2 separate regions of the Salmo salar genome follow, and region 1 is linked to region 2. Evidence: chromatin contacts called from public Hi-C data. All regions are on one chromosome and are shown on one strand. The core of a region is the stretch at or near the end of the contact, and the rest is flanking DNA. Distances in the headings are between cores, read along the strand shown. Region 1 has its middle 92 kb from the start of cdin1. Region 2 holds the start of cdin1 (CDAN1 interacting nuclease 1).

Evidence for each region. A called contact is a pair of places that touch in the nucleus more often than the background predicts.
Region 1: a contact with region 2 is called in a Hi-C map of muscle, with 4 times the contacts expected there. The contact joins the enhancer-like site here to the promoter of cdin1 in region 2. A contact is called at or near these places in 2 of 3 Hi-C or Micro-C datasets (gill and muscle).

What each region holds. Positions count from the first base shown.
Region 1 is chrssa01:33,621,093-33,627,391 of Ssal_v3.1, reverse strand. No RefSeq gene overlaps it. Among protein-coding and RNA genes, the nearest start is that of cdin1, 92 kb to the right of the region's middle. Within about 2 kb of position 4,676, at least 1 of the 13 cell types and tissues checked has an H3K27ac peak or open chromatin away from gene starts, as enhancers often do. A contact at or near this core is called in muscle, where this site is marked.
Region 2 is chrssa01:33,529,089-33,535,436 of Ssal_v3.1, reverse strand. It overlaps cdin1 (CDAN1 interacting nuclease 1), which reads right to left and starts at 3,142. Exons shown (of 12, transcript XM_014193760.2): 1 at 3,105-3,142; 2 at 2,679-2,797. The coding sequence starts at 2,779.

The DNA.
Region 1 (6,299 bases), core at 3,427-5,926, 90 kb before region 2:
ATGAATGACATATTTTGCTCTCCCCCTCTTCCTCCTCTCCCCTAAAACTCAATGATGTAAAATGTATAATTAGTTAAATCACATAGCTAAAGGGGGAAGAATTGGCCATTGAAAACTGCAGTGCAATGGTCAGTCGGTGCGTTGGGAAAATAGAAGGGACTTGCACGTGTGAGTGGAGAATAAATAAAGCGTAATAAAATGAAATAGCTGGGAGTTATTTGAATGATATTTGAACGAGTTAAGATTTAATTAAGCAAGCCTCGGGCAGGACGATCTGATATTTCCTCATTAGGTTGCCTTCCGTAATGCTGAGTGTTACATGGGCTTAAAGGTTTTCAACATTTCAACAGTTTTCCACTGAAATAATCGTGGTTCATAGCTCGAGGACTTCAAGATTCTGCAAATAAATCTTGCCTCTTTTGGCGGAACTAACAGGCGGAAAAATGTTGATAATTCGTCGTTGTGTACCTAACATGGATTTATGTTAATTATTACACCTATTTGAACAAAAACAAGGTTAAAAAAATATATTGCGGGGAGTTTAGGGCAGCAAAGTGAGACATTTCACGACAACTGTAAACAACAGAAGGGCTCTGGCAATGGAATGGCGCTTCTAGAGAAAGGAGAGAAGGAGATACGGGGAGAGAGGGAGTGAGAGCAGAGACAGGCAGCAAGAGAGAGAGAGAAAGAGAGAGATTCTTTCCCCCATCTTTACAGAGTACAAGCGGACCCCTGGGCACTGTGCAACATCATGGCGACCCCTTCTGGAAGAGAAAATAATGTGTTCATACTGCACTGAGCTGCGTTTGTTCTTCCTCCCCATACACGCATGTTATTATAATGTTTCCAATTAGGTTATCTTGATTCATTTAAATATGGCGTATCGAAAATTTGACAACATTTTGGAAAGTTATTTCTTGCAATGTTTGTGTATAGCAAATAGGCCTATTGAGAGTGCGTACTTTGCTATAGCCTAGTATTTTTTTCAAATCTGGTGCTTGCTTTCATATTTAGCATTTACTAGGAAAGTCAAATACCGTAGCCTACATATAAATCACATATCTCCCCGTGATTGATGATTTATCATTAATTTGCAAAGCATTTCGATGCATTTTTGTCACACAATCCTTACCACATATTGCTTCTTGGTGGCCATGACGTTTTATTAAAACGTAAACAAAATTGTCCAAAACAATGGTCAATAGGCCTATAGGTGTATCTGAAGTCTCAGCGTCCACAGCTACGACGATCCTGTTCATATAGATGACCCCTAAAGACTCTTAACATCTATTTACTCACAGGTATAGACCTCCTTATGCGAGGCTTCTCATTCCGGTGTGTAGTAGGCCAACCCTTTCCTTCGTGTATTCTAGTGAGGTTTCAAACACCATAACCAAACCAGGCAAGGAGCCATGTCTACTCAGGACTGTCAGGCTCAAGAGTAAACAGCATGGCTAAAGTCACACAGCAGTGAACCAGAAGCACCCTGCGCCGAGTAGCTAACGCGACGACCATTAATCTTAGCACACTTTAAGATTATGACTGAAAGAATGGAATCAGTAACCATTATCTTCTCGGATGGCAGTACAAACCGCTCCTTATTTTTCAAAACATAGTGATGGTGTACCCGAACAAGGCGAAAGATAGAGGGGGAGAGAGAAACCAGATAGGAAGAGGTAGAGTCGGTGCCACTTGAACGTGGACATGCCCAATCTGATTTATACATTTCCCTCTTCAACATGTTCCTTAAGGGGAGAGGAAATGTTAAAGGATAGAGAGAGAATAAATTGATTTCATTACTTTGTTAAATACACAATATTCCAAGGGAAATAATAACACGTTTTTTTTTTATTATTATTAACCATATTATTATTCGTTATTATTATTTTTAAATATAGCAACATTTTAGGGTAAAGATGAATGAATACGGATATTGTGCACTTGGCTACTGAATGAATTTATTAAAGCCACTGAAATTTGTTAGAACATTTTTTTTCTCTAAAGATTAACAGTGTAAACGCATATTACAAGATTATTTTGGGGGTACTTTCATATCCAACATTTCTGCCTGCTCACTCGGAGGGAAAAAAACGGTTATACTCAGAAATGGTAAAATCAGCGGTGAACTCCATAACGAGATTAAGCACACATTTTCGAGACAAATCTGGTCAAATTAGGAATGGCCATTTAGTTAACGACCGCACACAACCCCGGAAAAGATATTCAAAGATAATGCTTAAATAATCGAATGTCCCGTCATATTTAGAAAACACTGAGCAGAAAGTTTAAGATAGGCCTAAAGAATGACATTTAGGATGCGTCGGATAACATTAAAATAGATGCATATTACACACTATATAAATTAGCCTCAATGTCTTAGAACTTCTTGCAGCTAAGCAATCTTAATGAGATTTGATTTAATATGTTTTATCATTTCGATCAAATAAATGCTATGTCAATCAATTTATTTCTTGACATTTCCCACCCTAAATCAGCATGTCAACGCTGTCATTCGACTTGGGTGAGCTGGTCGCTAATTTAGGACATCCACGTTCGTGCGTGTGAGACATGTCCACTCAAAACAATCCGTGATTGAATCGAAAATGCATTATGCCGGGGCAGGCATCCCCCCAGCCTGCCGGGCTTTCTAATCTCAACGGAAATACTGTTACTTTGGGAGGTGGAAGAAGATACCAGCAAAACCTCGGTGTATTTTTTTAAAACCCTGGCCTGCCCATTTTCATTAATTGAATCGACTTCCTTATAAATGTGCCATTATACTTCAGTCATTAATGATGAGCAGTTTATTTAGGCCAAATCCATTCAGCAGCAGGTTCTCTCAACTCAGTAGCCTAAAAAGCACCTGAATAAAAAACCCAGACAGTGTATTTTTCCTGTCATGACTAGTAATGTTAGGTCTAATTTACATCCTTTATGTATCTAGTCACTGAAACACTGTTGTAGAGGTGTGTTATCCTGCATGGCTAATTCATGTCATAGACAGAAAAAAAACACCTACATCTGCAACATCCATCCTGTGTGTGTGTGTGTGTGTGTGTGTGTGCGCGGACCAGCGTAGAGTGGGGTCCGAGGGAGGCAGGGAGGCCGAGGGCACAGATAGCAGGAGCCTGTTAGCAGTCGGAAGCTCCAGCGCTGAAAAGCAATGGCTGGTGTCAATAACTTTTTTTTTAGCCCATCACCACAGCTGGTGGCAATAAATAGCAACGGGGGATGTCCAAACTATGACTTAAGGCTATTTGGGTCTCCAGCCACTCCACAGGGGCGCAGTGCTTTGAACACACAGTCTTCCACAATGATAAAAAACTGGATGAATGGCAAACAAGTCAGGCTTGTTTCTCAACTGCTGTCAATATCCAGATAGCTCTTATTATTGGCAAAGAGAGGCTATCTTATCTGTGTCTAGGTAGAGCAATACCTGGGGGACTAGGCCATTGTTATAAAGAGTGGCTGGGCCAATAGAAAGCCTGTTGTCTGACTGTGGGGGAGGAAACGGAGGATGCCACTGGAGACAGGAAGTCTTCAGAAAGTGAAAAGCACTTTATTGCAGCACACCTGAATGGCCTGGCTAGGGTTTCTCTCTAACCCACTGGGAACAGACCATTACAACTCCTTTACAACAGGGCCATGGGGTTTAAGTGAGCTGTGACATCTGAATAAGATGCTTCACATCTCATTATTCGTCCATTGTTTACGTTATCTGCATATGCAAACAAAACCAGATGTAGACAACAGTAATGGTGATTATTTTATATCGCAGCAACAAGTCTTTTTAGGCCCATAAACCTCCAACGCAATGTGACATCATTGCATCTCTAAAAATGAATGGCACAAGTGATCCCTGTGCAAGGTGACCTCCCATAAGTCAACTGTAGTAGATACAGGATGTGTTGGTGTGGTGTTCATTTATCTGTCACGGGGAACTCAAGGATATGGTGGCGAGGTTGGATCCAGCCCCAGAGTGGTGGTGGAGTGTTTTGGTTGAAAATGAGTTGTAAAAGTGACAAACTGCCCCCATTTCTCAGACGGAGAGCACAGGAGCCGACACGACGCTCGCAGCCAAACAGTTAATTGTTCGCTACAGCCAGGCCCAACAAAATGCTCATAAAACATCACCAAAAAGACATCCCCACCCCTCCCTCCATGTCTCCACTCCTCCGGCTAGCCTCCTGTCTAGCTCCAGCGCTCCTCCATCCCTCCACCCTTGCCCTTCCACAATTTTCCAGCACAAAAATATTATGTTCCCACTGGCAACAATTTAATAAAATAACCAATCACATCTGCCTTTTCAAACAGTTCCAAAACGAAGCAGGGGCAGTACATAATGTCTCATCTCAGTGTTAGGATCTCTGGCCAGGATTTATCACACACTGATAAATGATCACAGGGCTGGTTTTGACAAAAGCTAGGCTACGTATTTATGAATGAGTGTGAGTGGGGTGAGTGGGGTGGTGCAGTACGCAGAGAGAGGCAGGCCCTGCTATCAACAGTATTAGCGGGTTCTGATTGGGCTCTGTCTCGGGTCCGAGGCTCTGCTCTCTGCTATCGTCACTAATCACAGCCTGTGGTTGAGACAGCCCATAATACTACTACCCCCCCATCTCCATGGCCACCATCGGCGTCAGCATCATTCCCCCACCCCTCCACCAGCTCCTAAGTATATTTATTTCATAATAACAAGCCAGTGACAGCTCTCATCAGGCTCTGGCGCTCACAATCGGAGGGCTAGTGGGAGGGTCTGCCCGCGTTTGTTTTTCCTGTATCAGATTCCACCATCACCTCTTCACCCCCCCTCCCTCCACCTCCCAGAATCACATTTTCCTACCTCATTTTTTTTTACTTTTAAAATGTCAGAAAGACCTATTCCCCCCCACCCCCTAGTCGTCTTCCCTTCCCCCATGCATTGGTGTGGGCCGGTAGGTCACTGGGTCTGGGCTGGACCCACGCTGGGAAGGAGAGATGACACACTATCTGGGTCACCTCTGTCAGAGTCCAAATGCCACTCAGGGGGTCTGACCTTTCAGATGGGCAATGCTACTGCTGCAGCCTCCATGCAGGCTCTCTCTCTCTACCCCCCTTACCCTCTTTTCTCCATCACCACCGTAAACCAAACCTCACTCCTTCCACCACTCCAATCAAAGGTCTCTTTCTCTCTTCTCCTCCTCTTTATTCCTCCACGTCAATACAATTTACAGCAAAAGGGACAAATCAAAGCCGACAAGCAAATACAGCCACAGTAAATATGGCGATGTACGGCTTATCAGCTTCAGCCTGAAAGAAACATCATGGCCCTTAACGATGCATACAGACACACAGTGTATGACACCGCACAAGGAGGAACTCCAAATATGTGTCTTGGATTTATTTGAAGTCATGGCTACACCTCAAGCTCACTGTTTTTACAAATGGTCACTCGAGTTAAAACTCAATACCTCACTTAGCAAGAAGCCCCAGTCAACACCTTTCAACGTTCTAACATAGTATGCACATCCCAGATATTTGGGTTTCCACTAACTGGAGGTCACTTTTAACAGGAAGTGACTTATGTTACCAGAAGGGCTTAAACCGATACACCAAGCTGCTCATTTAAGGCCATCACAGAAATGGGAATATTTTAGTGGCCAAGCGTTGGGTAGTGTTGAGGTGCATGTGATCTCCTATCACGTCTGGTCTCTCCCAAAGCTGAGGACTGTGTCCCTACTTGTCCCACATTGTCAGTGAGTCATTCTACCCCCTTTCATCCACTTGACCTGGATGTGTAACCGTTGTCCAGCTTCCCTTCGAACACACATGGAACCCCCTACCCTGTCAATAAGGCCTCCACCAAACTAGTAATCAAACTGTCAATCTTGAAATCTCACTTTTCCCATGAGTCATTCTTGTTCTTTGAATAATAAACTTTGATTAGTGGCACTGTTAACAAACAGAAATGTGAAATTTAAAAAATCTTCCACTGGAGGCCTGTATTGAGAGAGTACCGATTCCCCTTGATGTTACTCGACCCATCTCCAAAACATGCTTTTATTCTGGACCTGGCTTGGGCCAATCTGAAACCTTATTTATTTCCAGCAGTGGATCTCTTCCTGGTGGGGAGAGGCTGAGCAGGCAGGGAAACTCCCATGGAAGAGCATCTCGAAGCCTGGGGCAGATTCAGGCCAGAGCTCCTTCACCATAAATAACCAAGGACCGCTGAGGAAGTCTGTCTCTCTTTTTCGCCTGCTCGCTCTTTCTGTCTCAGCAGTCTATCTGGCAGCTTGGTTGGAGAGAGATAAAACAGCGGG
Region 2 (6,348 bases), core at 1,893-4,392:
ACACAATTTTTGTTTCTCTCGCTGCGTCACGCAACATAAAAATGTAGTATTGTCTTAAGTAATTTAATAAAGTGCTTTATTAAAAAGTATAATAGACTACTGAGATGGTATTCAACAAATAAGTTGTTTTATCTTTTGATATTGTGATTCTAAATATTTTTATGTGCAACCTAATACAGTGATTTTCATGCATTTTCGGTTGACAATCAGCCTGTGTTTATTTTATTTTTTACATTTCTCCAGAATGGTCTGATTTAGTTCAATAGAGATGAATTTGCCTACATCTTTATGTGCACTAATATCATAGGCTAATTTATTAGGGGCTAATTCACCACCTAAGTGAAAACTCAAAACCCATTAACTAGATCACTAACTCTAAATATAACAATGAATGTAATGTCATAAAAAATATATATATATTGTTTTCCTTTCTCACAAATTTCTAAAAACCTATTTTTGTTTTGTCATTATGGGGTTGATGTCACTCAGATTTTTTTTAACAGCCATATTTACACCAAAAACCCAGATGGGCATGCTTTGTAATGTTTCTAAAACCATAAATGTATTACTACACTGAACAAAAATATAAACGCAACATGTAAAGTGTTGGTCCCATGTTTCATGAGCTGAAATAAAGGATCCCAGAAATGTTCCATACGCACAAAAAGCTCATTTCTCTCAAATTTTGGGCACACACTTGTTTACATACCTGTTAGTGAGCATTTCTCCTTTGCCTAGATAATCCATCCTCCTGACAGGTGTGGTAAAACAAAAAGCTGATTAAACAGCATGATCATTACACAGGTGCACCTTATGCTGGGAACATCAAAAGGCCACTCTGAAATGTGCAGTTGTCACAACACAGTGCCACAGATGTAGCAAGTTAAGGGAGCGTGCAATTGGCATGCTGACTGCAGGAATGTACACCAGAGCTGTTGCAACAGCGTTGAATGTTCATTTCCCTACCATAAGCTGCCTCAAATGTTGTTTTAGAGACTTTGGCAGTACATCCAACTGGCCTCACCACCACAGACCACGTGTATGGTGTTGTGTGGGCGAGCGGTTTGCTGATGTCAACATTTGTTAACAGAGTGCCCCATGGTGGCGGTGGGGTTATGATATGGGCAGGCATAAGCTACGGACAACAAACACAATTGCATTTTATCAATGGCAATTTGGACACACAGAGATACCGTGAACGAGATCCTGAGGCCCATTGTCGTGCCATTCATCTGCCGCCATCACCTCATGTTTCAGCATGATAATGCGCAGCCCCATGTCACAAGGATATGTACACAATTCCTGGAAGCTGGAAATTTCCCAGTTCTTCCATGGCCTGCATACTCAGGAGACATGTCACCCATTGAGCATGTTTGGGATCCTCTGGATCAACGTGTACGACAGCATGTTCCAGTTCCCACCAATATCCAGCAACTTCACACAGCCGTTGAAGAGGAGTGGGACAACATTCTACAGGCCACAATCAACAGCCTGATCAACTCTATGTGAATGAGATGTGTCACGCTGCATGAGGCAAATGGTGGTCACACTAGACACTAACTGGTTTTCTGATTCATGCCCCTACCCTTTTTTTTTTTTTTTTGAAGTTATCTGTGACCAACAGATGCATATCTATATTTCCAGTCCTGTGAAATCCATAGATTAGGCCCAATGAATTTATTTCAATTCAATGATTTCCTTATATGAACTGTAACTCAGAAAAATATTTTAAATTGTTGCATTTATATTTTTGTTCAGTGTAGTAAGGTATGTTACGTTTGGTATGTATTAACTGTTGGATGTCCAGCTTCCATGTCGTATGATATGTTAATTACAATTTGTTTTAATGTTATGAATTTCCAAAACGTATGATATGTTACAAATTCCAATTTATTGTGGGTAATGTTAGCTAGGTGGCTAACGTTAGCTACCACTAGGGGTTAGGGTTAAGGTTAGGGTGCAGGCCTGGGCAACTCCAGTCCTCAGGGGCCTGATAGGTGACACACTTTTCCCCAGCCCCAACTAACACACCTGACTACAATAATCAACTAATCATGATCTTCAGTTAAAAATGCAATTGTTTAAATCAGGTGTATTTGCTAGGGATGGGGGAAAAGTGTGACACCAATCAGGCCCCCAAGGACTGGAATTGCCCAGGCCTGGTTAACAGAAGGGTTAGCTAAAATGGTTAAGGGAAGGTTTAGTTAACATGCTACTGTAAGTACTTGCTAATTAACTATAATTGTAAAGTTATCAGTGATGGGATTTGAACACACAACCTTTGGGGTGGCTAGACGTTCGCGTTATAAGCTCACCCAACCACCCTCCTTTTTATTTTGTCTTAAGTAACTCTTATGTAAACATACCAAACGTAACATTAATTTGAGGTTCCTGTTTTACGTTTACTATGTTACGTCCAATCTATGAGACCAGTCTGTAGCACTAACTAGCCTGCTTGCTAACACTCACATGAGGGCGAGGCTAGCATGGCTATCCGAATGATCGTGTTATGTGGAAATCCCGTTAGCTATGGAATGTGCCGAAAAGCTCGTAACAGCTTCGAGCTACAAACTTATGCAGGGATAGGCTCATACAGTAGGACAACAAGCATCAAGGACATTGCAAAAGTTGATGACAATATCAACAGGCTAAACTATATTGAAACATGCATCACTTACTTTGGAAATCTTTGCCTCAGTATAGTCATACACTGACGCGTGGGTCTCAAATGTTCGGTGCATTTCACTATCTCCTTGTATTCAGCTCGAGACAGCTTCATTTTTAATAATCTGCGTGGCTAAACAAATAAAAGACAAGACAACAATCAAAAACGTGCAAGTTGTGATATCAGCTCGCAATGGCAAAATCAGCTGTGAAATTGCTTGCTAACTAACGTTCGTGTGTTAGCTGTTTAGCTACCAATGTTGTTCAGCGTATCAAACTCTTTCAAATCGGTAACATAAACGATAGTAAATAGTCCGCTAGTTTAATAATAGCTACTGCATGCAATGCTGAGTCAAGATAATACAGGAAAAAACTATGCTATATAAAACAATGTTATTACAATAAATGCAAGGAGCACAATACACTTCCTGGTTTCTTACCGCGAGAAAGTTAAAACACACACGTCAGTATGAAAAGCTCTCCCATTGGTCTATATTGCAAGAGCTGAGTATACCGGCAAGGGATAGGCTCGCTGCAGTCTTTGCTTCAGTGATTCAATACCAACAACAGCACCATCAAACCTAAAAGACTTGGTTAACTTTCTTTGACAGATTTGGAAAATATCACCTGTAATATCATAGCAATACATTCGCATAGGTAGGAAATGCATACAGTGGGACAAATGATGCTGCATTCAAGACGAATGCATGGTACTCTTTCATTATAATGAATTATATATACTAGTAGCCTAAACAATAAATGGAACCCTACAACAAAATAAAAAACACATTTTTATCATTTTTTTCTGATAGCCTAAAATAGCTGAATTTAAAGGAAAAGCATACATTAAAAAAAAGTATAGAAAAAAAAATACATTAACTTGGAACGTTTTTCACAATGACAACCTGAATAATTTTTATATTTTTACGATTATCTGGAAATTAAACTATATATTACAAAACTGCCTATTATAAACTGATGTCCTCTAAGTAGTAGAGTTGTACACCCCCCTCAAGCATAGCCATGTATCAACACCTTCCAAAACCCTGTAATCCTCTTTTTCTGCCAAAGGGTGATTTAAAGAGATTTGGAATTAAAGACAGGAGATCTGGATTTTTAGACATGAATACAAAGTGGATTCCTTTTAACTCCAAAACCCCAGCGACATCCCAAGCTGTCCCTCCCCACTGACTCCAGATCAGGTTCCGTATGGAGTAGTTTAGAAAACTTTAGTCTTTAAAAGTAGTCTTTGGTTGGGGCACACTTTGGCTCTTATGAAGTCTGGAGGGAAAGTGTAACAAGTTAGAGTAGGTACTGTGGGGCAGGCAGGCATCATTTATTGATGTGTTATATCTTCTTTCATTTGAGCTCTTCATAGTTTATACTCCGAGTGTCCGTGACAGGAACACTTAGCTGGGATTGTGAATAATGATATACTAGACAACACTCAGAAGATTTGTAAAAGCAGGGTATTGAGCTTAGTGCAGAAGTGTGTGCCTGAAGTGAATTGCCCTCTTTATTTGGGGACACAAGCCTACACAAATAATAAAGTATTCAGCCTATTATTTTACTGCAAATATCATTCTCAAAATGTAATATCGTATGAGTACAGACATGATCTATGGCTAAAATATAATATAAGTATTTAAAACCAGCGGTACTCTGGTTTTAGGGAAGTTGTGGGTAGGCCTAATTGTATTTGACTATGTTATATAATGCAGGTATTGAGTGCTCTCTTTTTAAGGTCTACTTTGTCATATCAATATCTTATTATTTTTTTTTACAATGGTCTTATTGTGTAATTCATCTCTGAGCAGTGCTAAATCACAGTCTGGACTAATATAATCTCTCTCACACACAAACACACACAGACTTCATTTACAGGTACCTGATAGAAGGAAAGCTGGCTACAGAAATATAATTGAGTCATTTCTATGGTGACTATTTATTACATTTTGTACAATAGGCAAACGTTAGATTTTCTGTTACACTAGAATGGTCTGGAGCTTAAAAGATTATAAAACATTTCATAACTTGAATTACATCTCTAAATCACAACAAATGATAAAAGAAAAACAAATTGATCAACCTATTTTTCTTTCATATTTTATTATGTCCCGAATCATAGGATTATATCAATACTTTATCATAACATCACTACACCTCCAGCACATGGCATTAGTACATTGTATAACGTGGTTTTCCCTTTATGGCGAACACAAAGGTGTCACGGGCCAGCCAGACTCACTCTGACCTGACCTGTGGTGTATCAAAATAAAGCTGTATTGTTGTGGGGCAGTGTAGTATGATGGCTGTGATGAGCCCCGGTCTGGGGGTTGTGTGAACCAGCCTGGTCTCGGGGACAAAAAGGGCTCAGTGCACCGTGATGTGCTACAAAAGGGAGCAGTGTACTGGGATTAGTATGAGGAGATAAAATCAGGGCCTCTGAGGCAGTCTCGTCTGATTGCCATAAAAGGCTGAGGTCAGGGGCGGCTGGAGCAGTTTACCCGTCTAGGTATCAAAGGATCAGGGTTTTTTGGTGGGGAGCAGCATGTGTAATAGGTAGTATAAAAGAGCAATGTAATGTGATGGTATAAAAAGATCAAAATCTGGAAGAGGTTGGGAAGGCAGTGTACTGTAATGGCTCCAAAGGCTGGGATCAGAGCAGTTCTGTGTTCTTGGATGTACAGTATGTACAGTGTGTGTGTGTGCGTGTGTTAGTCTGTGTGCTCGTGTGTGTGTATGTCTCACACAGTGAGATCCACAGCAGGCTGTGAAGGGAGCTGTGAGGGGAGCAAGATAGAGGAGCGAGGGATAGAGAGAAGAGCGAGGGGATGCAGGGAAGAGAGGAGAGGAGTGCTTTGGAGGCAGTGTGTAAACAGGGCAGCGGTACACACAGTGCCGTTAACCAGCTGTGAAGCCTGCTCACAGTGGGAGATGAATTTACAAAGGATGTTTCCCTCTGATATCCAGGAGACGCTGCACTGATCTCTGCTCCACAGCTCTCGGCACACCATTGTAGTGCTAAGCACCGTCCTAGTAATGGCAATTAGCTATACACCGTAATGCCTGGGAAACATTTACATTCTGCTAGCAGCGGACAGAGAGCTTGGCTCTGTGTGTGTGTGTGTGTGTGTGTGTGTGTGTGTGTGTGTGTGTGTGTGTGTGTGTGTGTGTTCATGTTCATGTGAGATAAAGACAGAGAGAGAGAGAGAAAGTAATCATGCTTCTTTATTGATTTTATCAATGCATAACTGTTTGATGCTGAGGAGGATTTGTGAGCTTCTTTAATTTCCCTTACACATCATGCTATGTTTAAGGAAATTGCACTCTCCCCCTGTCTCCTCACACATTGGACCTTACCATCTTCAATGATATTATATCATTCGCCATACGAGGTACAATTTTGTAATAGAACACCAGCAGCCATATTGTTATAATCTTTCATTTTTTCCCACTGTTTGCACAGTCAGTGACTTCACCTCTCCACCACAGAAATTCTCTCCAATCATCAGGAAGTCTAGGTTTCTTAGCTCTAAAAAAAATCACAGTTTAAACGTGAGGCAAGCCATAACCAGGAAATGCCTGTAGTATTAGCAAGGTATCATATTCGTGCGTTTGGAAAAAACATCCCCCCTAACAGCATGACTGCCCCTGAAATTCCCATATCCATATTTTACATCA